Linked DNA regions of Mus musculus: regions 2 and 3 are each linked to region 1. Evidence: chromatin contacts called from public Hi-C and HiChIP or PLAC-seq data. All regions are on one chromosome and are shown on one strand. The core of a region is the stretch at or near the end of the contact, and the rest is flanking DNA. Distances in the headings are between cores, read along the strand shown.

Region 1 (3,923 bases), core at 874-3,373:
TGTTTCTCTAGAGCTGGCCTTGGTCTCAGGATCTGCAGCTATGTCACCCAGGCACTTGGCAGCTGGAAATGCAGATTTCTAAATTCTCTATAAGATTTAACCTGCTTAGAAACTCTGGCAGTGGTACTTAGTATAATTTAACAAGCTTTCTTGTTGACTTTGCTGTATATTAACTGGAATCATTGCTTTATGATAAAAATCGTGGGACTCTTTCTTAAAGTAACTGGCTTATTACACTTTTGAACTCTTATTACAAAACTTTTTATATAAAAAAATCTTAGAACCACGGTATGAAGGAAAGCTCGCTGACCGGCAGCTGTGAAGGGTTGGCATGTGTTGGGCTTCTCTCTTCCAGAGCCAGTCTGAAGGTAGTTTTAGGTGTGACAGGATTTTAGATAAATATTTTCTAAGTTGTTACAAACAAGAACATTTTAGATAGAATCGAATTTCCTACTCAGATTTCTTCCAACTGTCCGTTTACTATATTATTACTGAGGTTCATTTCTTTTGTTTCATGCGAATAGGTCTTTTGCCTTCGTGTATGTTGCGTACTGGATTTGTACCAGTCACGTAGAAGCCAAAATAGGCACTAGATTCCCCCGAGACTGGAATTGCAGCTGGTTGTAAGCCATCAATCATGTGGGTGCTTGGAACTGAACCCAGGTCCTTTGGAAGAGCAACCAATGCTCTTAGCTGCTAAGCCAATTTTCATCCAGTACCCTTTTAATATTTTTTCACTTTCTTTTGAAACAAGGATCCTGCTAAGGTTCACACTTTAGATTTTATTTTGTTCTAATAGTATCTAGTAAAAACACTAAAAGATTTTATTTAGTAAAGACACTAAAAGAGTCTCCATAGTCTTTTCTCCACATTTCTCTAGTGGGATGTGGAATGCCAGTTAGTTTTAAGAGAATTGATATCTTAATGCCATGGGCTGTCTTTAGTCTGTTAAATACGCTTGAAGGGAAGGGTATCTGTAAACTCCTTAACAGTTTGTCCAGTGTTCAGTGTCTTGTACGTATGCATCTTTTACCCAGAGAGTAGAACACATGAAAGTACTCCTGTAGTTTTGATTGTCTCAGATTTTTGAGAGATTTGATTCATTGTGCTGCATTTCAGCCATTTGTAGTTTATTGCTGCACACATCAGAAATAGTTGTGACTTTACAGCTATGCTATTACCAGTAAGTGGGAAAGTAAATAACTCAGCTGTATAGGTTAGGTCAGGTTTTTAATGAGATGACACCAAAACAAACTAGGAATTAGTTATAGGTAGGAATTCACCAAAGAGAAGAAAGGTTGGGAGGAAGATACATCTTAGAAGCCCGGATATTTCTGCATAACTTTCACATTATTTTCTGCCCTGCAGCTGATGAAGGAAGTATGCCAGCAGATATAGCCACATTACTAAAAACATCAATGGGCCTGTGAAGGAGAGCGCGGAATTCCTGATTGATGAGGACATATCAACTTGGTGCATTCAAGGACATTCACATCACGGTGACCATGGGGTTTCTGAGCATTTGTAATTTTTTATAATTTCATGTTGCATTTCACATAGTATGGACAACTTTTTGCCACTAACTGGATTCTCCAGATCCTCACATCCTGAAAATGTTGACTAATCATTTTTCAAAGCAGTTTTCTGAATGGGGTTAGTTGGTGATTGTTTGTAACAAATATGCTAATGCTTTAGAAATGTCAGTATTTTTGTAATTATTTCTACCTCCAGATATATATACATATATATATATATATATAGTGTCTTTCACTGGATAATGTGTGTAGATTTACATGTGCCTTATTTGACAATGTTTATGTCTTGTTTTGCTTGTCTGATTTGAAGTTTTTATTATGTTAAAGAATGCAGCTGTATAGGTTGTTCAGTCTTCATTTTATTGCTATTTGATGCAGATGTTCACCAATGTCAGTAAGAACTCAGCCTGAATCACAAGGTGGCATTCCATCCACTAATGTCCCCAGGTCCTCTTCTTCCTCCTGTTAGAACACATTTGTTTGGCTAAGCACTAAGTTGTTTTCCAGTGAGTAGGAACTGAAGCCTTTCTCCTGCTCTGGGGGGTCAGTTCCTTCTTTCATTTTCTTATTGCACCTCTGGCTCATTAACTCTGCCTTCGCTTGTGTGTGTTGCTATCAGCTTCCTCTCCCGCTTTTGCTTCTCTTAACCATTGCCCAGTCACTTCTGCTCCAGTTTTCTCTTACACATTTCCTTCTGCTGAATCACCAAGATCAGCAGATGTTGGTGGCATATTTCTAGTCCAGCAGAACAGATTAACTTAAAGATACTTTCACTTCAAAGGAAACTGGATGTGACTTCATACCAAGGTAATGCTAGATACTGCATGAAAATAGGTCATTAACTTTAAATTCTTAACAAAATATAATTTACCAGTTCCCAGGATTTCCAATACAGAACCACCTGAAGAGAAGCCATTGTTCAATTCCAGTTCAGTGTGGGTGACAAAGTGAAATTTAGAAGTAAAATTGTCTATTTGGTATTTCAGTCTTTATTAACTTTTCATTTAAATTTTGCCTGTCAGTCTATATTGCTGTTTTTATTATACATCAGATTCTTTGTATAACTTGTGAGTTTTATGTGCTTTGTTTTATAATGTAAATATCATTATAAATAAACTTATTTATAAATGAGAGATTTGTTAATTATTGTAGCTCATACTTTTCAAGACACCCCCAGTGCTGAGGTGCTAGGTAAACACTTAGATGGGTGACACAATCCTACAGTGCTATTTTTTTTTCAGGTATCTGAGACTCTGAACTCCTGACTCAGTAGATTTAATATTGAAGATATATGACTGTATCAAATTTATCTCCCCACTACGGGGCTGCCAGGAATTTGCAGGTGTTAATGCTACCTCCTTGTGATCACAGTACCCAGGTCGCTTAGTCAAGTTGTTGGAAATTGTACCTTTTAAACCCACAGTGAATTTCCCTTAACTTTTCTGTGTGAAATGTGTCTCCCACAGTAGGCTCATTGGTTGTGGTGTTGTTATATCTGAATTTTTTCTAATGAAATGTAGTTGGATTCTCCCTGTAATATTTTATTATGTCTTGGGTTTAATAAAAATATTTGTGATCATTAAGTTGTATTTCACACCCTTTGTAATGGTTTTTAGCCCTCGTTCTCCTTCCCCAGAGAAGTATGTAATATTGAACAGAAACAGGACCATCTTATGTTTAAGATATTGCTTGGCAATGGATAGGGATTTGGTACATAAAATGAATCCTCAATTGTCCTTTCATTGGGCCAGTGTCATTAAACATCACAGTCCATTGGTAGGCTTTTATTTTCTCCTTTATAAAACAGGATTTCTTGGCATAGACCTAGCTGTCTTGGAACTCTGTTGACTAGGCTGGTCTCTGCCTTCCAAGTGCTGGGATTAAAGATGTCCACCACCCATCATGAAATAGGTTTTATTTTTTTAGTATAAGTCATATATGTGTAATAAGACACCTTATGTGTCTTGTCTTGGACAGGTGACTCGCCGATAGGAGTTCCAATAGAGTCAAGGTGTGGGTGGATCAGAAGATTGGGTTTCTATTTGTGCAGCCTGTAAAGAAGGGATCTACCTTCTTCAGTGGCTGTCTGACTTAACATTGTGGCTATGTTAAATACTGCCCTATAGAGCATGCTGATGTTACACTGATCATAGAAATATGTAATACTATTTTGAGTTTCCATTTTTCCCATAGGAATTGTGTTTATTACTTTTCCTAAATTCTGTTTCCATTAAAGATACTCTTTTAGCCAGGCAGTGAAGGTACATGCCTTTAATCCCAGCACTTGGGAGGCAGAGGCAGGCGGATTTCTGAGTTCGAGGCCAGCCTAGCAACAAAGTGAGTTCCAGGACAGCCAGGGCTATACAGGGAAACCCTGTCTTGAAAAAC
Region 2 (3,565 bases), core at 605-3,104, 270 kb after region 1:
AATATTGCACGTGAGGTTGGGGACTAGAATAGCAGTCTAGTCACCAAATTTGTCTATTGAAAAGGTTTGGACTAAATTTTTAAGTTTTCATGGCAATCCAGGTTGTATCTTCTCCAACTTTGGGCCATTTTCTAAATGATTTTAGAATCCCCCCCCCCCCAGCACTCATGTGTTACAATAGCATTAGAGTTTTATTTTAAACTATAGGGCTCCTAGAGCTTTTTAGCTTCTTTTTATGAGGCTAGAGCACAAGTAGCAATACTTTTTCAGTGGTCCAGAATCACCCCAGTAGCTATAAGACATCAGGGCCAAAAGCAGCTTGAGGAGAAAGGGCTTTCTATTTCGCTTACAATTCTCAAGTCATACCCCATCAGTGAGGGAAGCCATGGCAGGAACTCAAGGCAGAAGCCTGAAGACAGACACTGGTACAAGGGCTTGAAGCAGTGCCGCTTACTGGCTTGCTCTTTCATGGCTTGCTCAGCCTGATTTCCTATATCGTCCAGAATCACCTGTCTGGGTTGGCACTGCCTACCCAGATCCGGGCTCTCCCACATTAGTCTTTAACCAAGAAAATACTCCCCAGACTTGCCTATAGGCATTTTCTCAAATGTGGTTTCCTCTTCTCTTGTGCTAAGCTGATAAGAAACTCTGCCTTGTACTAAGATGTTTAAACAAAACAAAAACAAAACAAAACAACTAACTAGAACATCACAGACTAGACAAACTTCTTGATGCTTCCCATAATTAAAGTGCAAACTATAGCCATACAGAAACCAGTCCATGTTTCTTCATAGCAGTTTTATAGCCCAAAGCTGGAGACACCCCAACTGTTTTACAAGGAAGGAATAGTGAAATAAACTAGTATATGTCAGCAATACACCCCACAACTTGGACAGATTGACAATACACTTCACAACCTGGTTAGATTTACAAAACATCTCACAACCTGGATAGGTTTACAGCATATTGTGTCAAGGTGGAGGAGATCACATACACACAAAGTATATAGATTCTGATTCTGTTTATATTATTATACTCTTGACAGATGTGCAGAGACTGCTAGAGGTTAGAGGTCATGAACGGAGGAGCGCGGTCATGGTCATGAAAATGTCCCAGAGTGAGATCTGGGCGGTGATGGAGTTTTGTATCTTGATTTTGTTACACACACACACACACACACACTCTCTCTCTCTCTCTCTCTCTCTCTCTCTCTCTCTCTCTATCTATGTCAATTTTTAGGTTTGTACTTTGTCATACACAGTTATGACAAAACGGAGAAAGTCAGAGTATGCCTGGAACCCTCTTTTTATGACTGCAACTTCTCTTCTGTAATTATTATTTCAAAGCTGAAAAGACTTGAACTCCACTTTGCCATGGGTAGTTGTGGCCCATACATGATTTTACAAGAGGAGAACCAAGAGGCTTTCCAAACCTCAACAACAGTTTTTGTTTTAGTATCATCAACCTGGGCTGGGGCATGGCTTTGGGTGGTTCCAGCAAGGCAGGGCACTCCTTGTTAGGTGCTTTGCTGCAGGAGGCGGCTCTCCAGGGGCTGGGAAGTGCGCGGAGGGGCGGGGTTCAGCTCCACTAAGGTCCAGAAAACTGGACACTGAGCCTCGCGTGGCGCTGCGAGGTTTCTGAGGACCGCAGCGCCTGGCTGGGAACTTTCTTAGAACTGCAAACAGTTTGGCGGCTCTGACTTTGCTCTGGTCACTGCTAGACTCTCTCGCGCCGCTCGCACGGCACGGCAGGGCACGGCACGGCACGGCACGGCGGCACGGCTTCTGGCTTCTCTCCTATACCTCCCGGTCCTCGACTGCCCCACGCGCGGACGAGACGCCTCCCGAGCCCGGCATGTCGTGGAACTTGACCGCGGAGCAGCTCTCGGCGCTGCTTCGGCTGCACAACCTGACGCGCGCTCAGTTCATCGCGCACTATGGGCTGCGGCCACTGGTGCTCACCCCGCAGCTTCCCGCGCGCGCCAGGCTGGCCCTCCTGCTGGTCGGCATGCTCATCTTTGCCCTGGCGCTCTTCGGCAACGCCCTGGTAGTCTATGTGGTGACCCGCAGCAAGGCCATGCGCACCGTCACCAACATCTTCATCTGCTCCCTGGCACTCAGCGACCTGCTCATCGTCTTCTTCTGCATCCCGGTCACCATGCTCCAGAACGTCTCGGACACCTGGCTGGGGGGTAAGGAGGTCCCCGCTAGGCATTTTCCTTTCTGGTCGCCTTTTGTTTTCTCCATCAAGAGAACCCCTGAATTTTTGGAACTTCTCAGCAGGGCTTACTTGCTGAGGGGGCGTTTGTTTCTTTGTTTTATTTTCTGCTTGGGGCCAGCATCCCTCCTTGTCCCATAGATATATTGATTGTGGTAAGATTTAAGTACAGTCCACAGCAGCATGATTCTTCATTCATTTCAGCCCCTCACCGTAATTACATGCTGTTCCCCCACACGCTGTTTAAAATAAACCATTGCAATTTTAGAATAATCTTTCAAATAATAAAACATTTCAAAGGTCATTTTTTTTTCTCTTCTTTCCCCCAACTTCCAGGTTTCCTTCCCAGTTATATATGTGGCTTCCAGACAAGGTTTTGCATGTATTAACTAATAACACACAGACTTAAAACCTTTCACAACAAGTAGACACTGAGCAAAAATGTGTTGGTTTAGTAATATTAAGTAAACATGTCCCCTCTTCATTTCTAAAGGACAGGTGAAATTGCTCTTCATTAGAACAAGGGGTAGGACTGGCAAAGAAATCAGAGACTGGAGGCAATGAGAGAGGCAGTGGGTGGAACAGAAGAAAGGTGGACGCTGGGTTCCAGGGGCCTCGAGATCACTGATAATGATCTCCCACTGCTTCCAGGGCAACTTAGGCAGGAAATAGCAATTCTACCCCTGCTTTCTAGAGTGCTGTATCCTGTGGGTACATTGAAATTCTTAGAAAGTGGTTGTAAATGCATGAGAAATGGATCATTATGCCTTCTTACCCTGCCATTTCTGTCCCTAAGGCTAATTTATTTAAACTACTGGAGGCTCTTTCATCACTCCTTACCTCCTACCACTAGGGGATTACCAGCGAATACCTTCAGTGTTGCGGTTTTTCATGAACTTGAGTTGCATTAATTGTTGGGGATAAGGATAGTAAATTGCTGTCATTTCATCTGATATATTTCCTAAAAAAAAAAAAATCCATCAAATATTGAGTACATAGGTTTGGCTTGAAAGTGACCCAGGGTATATAGATCACTGTAAATAGATTATAGGTTAGAAATGTTTTATCTTCTCTGATAAAATAATTGCATTTGGGCATTCTAGATTTACCTGAGACAGCTAAGTTCATCAATGGAGGGTTTTGGATTATCAAATATTACATTTTTGAGGAGAAGTCATAGAGTTACTACTACTTTTCCTGTATGTACTTAGAAACATATTTGCTCTGCTGAGGTGGTTACATCATCACTGTGACACTGACCACAAGAATTGAGGTTCTCTGCTGGCTATGGAAAGACCAGGTTCACTACTTTGCTCTAACGTGGGGCTAGTTGAACATGTCTGGGCCC
Region 3 (3,924 bases), core at 1,198-3,697, 490 kb after region 1:
AATCTGTCACTTAAAAGCATAGATATATAGATTAGATAAATAAATAAATAAATAAAGTGACGAGATGCACACAATTAATATTAGTAGTAGTAGGCTTAAATTTATTTGTTTATTTTTATTTATATGTGTGTGTGTCTCTGTCTTTTTGTGTGTCATGTGTGCTCCCCTCCCAGATTCCAGAGGAGGGCACTAAATTTCCTGGAGCTGAAGTTACAAGTGGTTGGAAATAGTCTGATGTGAGTTCTAAGAACTAAACCCCAAAGCTCTTAAGTGTTCAGATGCTTGGATTTTTATGATGAGTACTATTCTTTTCTTTCTTTCTCTTTCTTTCTTTCTTTCTTTCTTTCTTTCTTTCTTTCTTTCTTTCTTTCTTTCTTTCTTTCTTTCTTTCTTTCTCTCTCTCTCTCTCTCTCTTTCTTTCTTTCTTTCTTTCTTTCTTTCCTATTGCAATAAATATGAAGAAATTTTGAGTATACCTCAGAACATGAATTTGGGAGCAACCTTTAGCTGACTGCTAACCCAGTCACTCAGTAGAGATACAAGGGTTAAAAATAACAATGGGAACAGACAGTAACACAAATAATTAATATGAGCTTTACAAATATATGCTGTTTTGTATATCAGAACTGATAGTGAAAAGGACTAATCTAGGACAGGTTCAAGGAAGTTGGAAAGTACCAAGATGACACAAATGTTGATTCAACTCACTTTTCATTCATGACTCATTTTTCAATTTTCAGAAGAGCACTGGAGAGGTAACCAGGCAATCAAAATAAGATGATCTCCAGGAGTCTTGTGACAGGTCCTGGCCATTCCTTTGGCATGTTTGATTGCTGTTACTCACTTGTGTCACCCTCTCAGGTCTCTCTTTACTATTGATCATATAGCTTCAAATATCCAACTTGATTGTTATTGCCTAGAAGTATGCAGCTTATACAGGTTACAACAGAATTGAATTGAATGCTTTCACACACATAAGGATTCCCAACTCATTATCATAAATAAATAAGTATATTAATTAAAAAAACAATTTACTTAATAACTTTGTTCTTTAATTTTCTCCTAGAGGAAGAAAAAAGAAAAACAAAAACATCACAACCAAAAAATACTTTTTTGTCTAAAGGCACTCTAGCCAACCCAAACATGGCAAATATGGGTCTGGCAGGCCTTGACCTTTTCCCCATTTCCTTTGCTGAAAATCATTAGATTACATTCTTAAAGATAGCACCAAAGTCTATTCCCTTATTTAGCCACCTTTTCCTCCTGAGGTCCTGCTATCAAAGGACTGAAATCCAGCAATCAAATCGCCCCTTTGGCTCATCTAATAAACATGCCCAATTAAAATCAAACACCTCATCCTAACACATCCCTTTTATCTTTAGATATTTCTTATGGGCCATGTCTGTGTCCTCTCTCTCCAACCCAGGACAAATATCCCTCTCCTTTGTTTTCTTCCCCTTCTCCCCCATTCTGTATCTTTTGTCTTTATCTCTTATTTCCTGCCTTTGTCTCTTCTTTGTGCTGAGAATATAGTCTTGGGGGGAGCTGAGGCTATACTGATTCCTTTAGTTTCTCCTGCAATGTTCTGAAAATTAATACTTCCATTGAACTAGGAGGTGTGTATAGATTCTAAAACCCAATAGTAGAAAATTCCCAGTGTGACAAAATCTGTTCAAGACTATAAGCTGGCTTTCCTTTCTGCCTTTATGACAGTCTTGTGTAGCAGTGTGGACAGTACAGTGCCACTATGATTATCTGCTTGCCCCACTAAGATTTGTAAGCTGTTTCCCTAGGAAGTGAATTCATAGACCTCTGAGGTGAACGTTTTTTCTGAGTCCAGAGGACTCACTTGACTAATTATTACACTGTCAATTATGGTGCTGAGGACACTCATGTATGAGAGCATCTTGAATTTACAAGGTTAAAATGTTGAAACTATTTTTATTAAACTCACCATGAATTGTAACTCTCTGTTTATAATCTAACAAGTAACATCCATATATAATCTAAGTATGAGTATGAAGCCCCATTGGGCAAGTGAGAAAGGGTGAGAATTCACTAGCAAATAGCAACTTTGCTTTGCCTTCTTATTCCTTGGTAAATTCATAAAGTTATAGCATATTTTATCCCACACGGTCAGGAGTAAATAGATGTTTTGATAAAACATAAATATGTCTAGCTAGCTCAGGGAACGGTGTGCTGGGAAAAGATAGAGCAGAAGAGGAACAGCAGGCCTGGAGGCCTTAACTGTGCAAATGGGCACTTGGTATAGATTTCCTTGGAGATATGGCATGGCTTACAACAGTGTTCTTGGATCCCCCATTAGACCTACTGATTCAGAACCTCTAGATAGACTGCCCAAGGAATCTGCTCTTCTAGGTGCCTCCAACATTTGAATAGCACAGATAGCAAACACACTGGAGGAAATCAGAGGCTTTGCAGAAGGCTCTTCCTCTTTTGTCTTCTCTTTTCTTCTCTAGGAGACAGGGAGGTCAACATGAGTGATCCCCTTAAAATGGTGGATGTTGAGTCCTTTTTACATCACTATGGGGAATACAGAGACTTGGAAAATATGCACGCCTGCAGACAACGAAACACAGAAAAGCTAGTCAGCCACGTGGAGAACATAAAACATGCCTCCTCTTGTACTGGAGGAGATTCTAACAATCATGAAACAATTACTAAGATGAGAGTGAATCTCTTATCAACAGTGTGCTTCATTTTTAATATAGGTTCTTCAGGATGCCTTGACCATTGGGAGCTCTTCGCTTTCTGAGGACTCAGGGAAGTGTAAAGGCAGGTGCAGCCATGCAGAGATGAGAAGAGAGGTGGAATGGCACAAGCAGCAGGTAAGAGGCCACAAGCGGTCACGGGGCAAGCACTTTCCCACTTACTGAGTTGTCTCACAGGTTCCAAAAAGAAACCTACTCACTGACAATCAGGCTAGCTCAGTTCCTTCCATCTGTTAGTAGGCAAGCAGCATGTTTGCTTTTGGACATCAGCTCCCTCCACCCACTACCCCAGCCTCTCTAAATCTCACCGAGTGGACTTTGTTACTACATCATAGTAAATAGATGATCTGCAAAATTAAATGGTAAAGTTTGATCTTCTTTCACAGCAAGGAAAAGTTTCTGGGAAAATGCAGGTTTAATGCAGACAGTGGCAAGTGTACTCTGGTTTGTAATAGCAAAGAGACAATCAAAACCCATCTCCTCTGTGTTTTAATGGCTCTATTGCTGACATCCTTAATTTATATTTTAACCATTCTTTTTCTAATTGCATGACTATAATGATCATACCACCAAGTGCCATATGAAATACTTGCAGTGTGTGGAATTCAGTGATTTCACCTATTGTTAGTTAGCTCTATTTTAGATCTTGAAATAGTGTCGACATTAAATTTCATTAGCCAGTGGTATAGAGTGAACAAAATAGTAATAACAAAATTTAAAATGGGTATAGACATGTTTTAAAAATTCCCCATGCTGCTTTACTTCTGAGCTGCTCGTGTATGCCAAGAATAAAAAACATTTGGCTGGATTGCCAAACAACGAAAGATAAAGTTATAATCATAGGTATCTCTATATTCTACCATGTTGGGATATTCATGAACAGAGGATAAGAATACTTTAATTGGAAAAAGAACAAATGATACCTTTTCTGGGAATAATTTAAATATTTAAGAGGAAAAATAACGTCTCAATCCTGATTGGACAGACTGAATTCTCAGTTATAGGTTAGTACAAGGAACTTTCGCCAAGTGTATGCATGTTCTATTTTTATTCTCTTATTCTTTTAAACTTCAGCCTGTTTGAATTCTGGTGATTGGAACTTGGTTTTTAAGAGGTTATGACTGGGGATGAAATCATCCCCATACATTCTTATAAGGAGATAAAAACCACTAGACATTCCTTTTAACTTAAG

The links. A called contact is a pair of places that touch in the nucleus more often than the background predicts. HiChIP or PLAC-seq counts read pairs in DNA pulled down with a chosen protein or histone mark.
Region 2: a contact with region 1 is called in a Hi-C map of bone marrow-derived macrophages, with 22 read pairs. The contact joins the promoter of Qrfprl here to the enhancer-like site in region 1. A contact is called at or near these places in 2 of 39 promoter capture datasets (the HPC-7 cell line and HPC-7-derived erythroid cells), 1 of 15 datasets of contacts at CTCF or cohesin (pro-B cells), 18 of 484 Hi-C or Micro-C datasets (CD4 T cells, DN3 thymocytes, the HPC-7 cell line and 10 more), 2 of 115 datasets of contacts at active chromatin or transcription factors (astrocytes and bone marrow-derived macrophages) and 2 of 9 other capture datasets (adipose tissue and liver).
Region 3: a contact with region 1 is called in an H3K4me3 HiChIP or PLAC-seq map of bone marrow-derived macrophages, with 5 times the contacts expected there. The contact joins two enhancer-like sites. A contact is called at or near these places in 3 of 115 datasets of contacts at active chromatin or transcription factors (bone marrow-derived dendritic cells, bone marrow-derived macrophages and large pre-B cells) and 1 of 9 other capture datasets (adipose tissue).

What each region holds. Positions count from the first base shown.
Region 1 is chr6:65,112,933-65,116,855 of GRCm38.p6, forward strand. It overlaps Smarcad1 (SWI/SNF-related, matrix-associated actin-dependent regulator of chromatin, subfamily a, containing DEAD/H box 1), which reads left to right. Exons shown (of 24, transcript NM_001355250.1): 24 at 1,369-3,117. The coding sequence ends at 1,430. Among named protein-coding and RNA genes, the nearest start is that of Hpgds, 30 kb to the right of the region's middle. Within about 2 kb of position 2,124, at least 30 of the 459 cell types and tissues checked have an H3K27ac peak or open chromatin away from gene starts, as enhancers often do. A contact at or near this core is called in the HPC-7 cell line, adipose tissue and bone marrow-derived macrophages, where this site is marked.
Region 2 is chr6:65,379,440-65,383,004 of GRCm38.p6, forward strand. Qrfprl (pyroglutamylated RFamide peptide receptor like) reads left to right here and starts at 1,855. Exons shown (of 6, transcript NM_175524.4): 1 at 1,855-2,191. The coding sequence starts at 1,855.
Region 3 is chr6:65,603,109-65,607,032 of GRCm38.p6, forward strand. Tnip3 (TNFAIP3 interacting protein 3) reads left to right here. Exons shown (of 8, transcript NM_001001495.2): 6 at 2,733-2,849. Among named protein-coding and RNA genes, the nearest start is that of Tnip3, 15 kb to the left of the region's middle. Within about 2 kb of position 2,448, at least 7 of the 459 cell types and tissues checked have an H3K27ac peak or open chromatin away from gene starts, as enhancers often do. A contact at or near this core is called in bone marrow-derived macrophages, where this site is marked.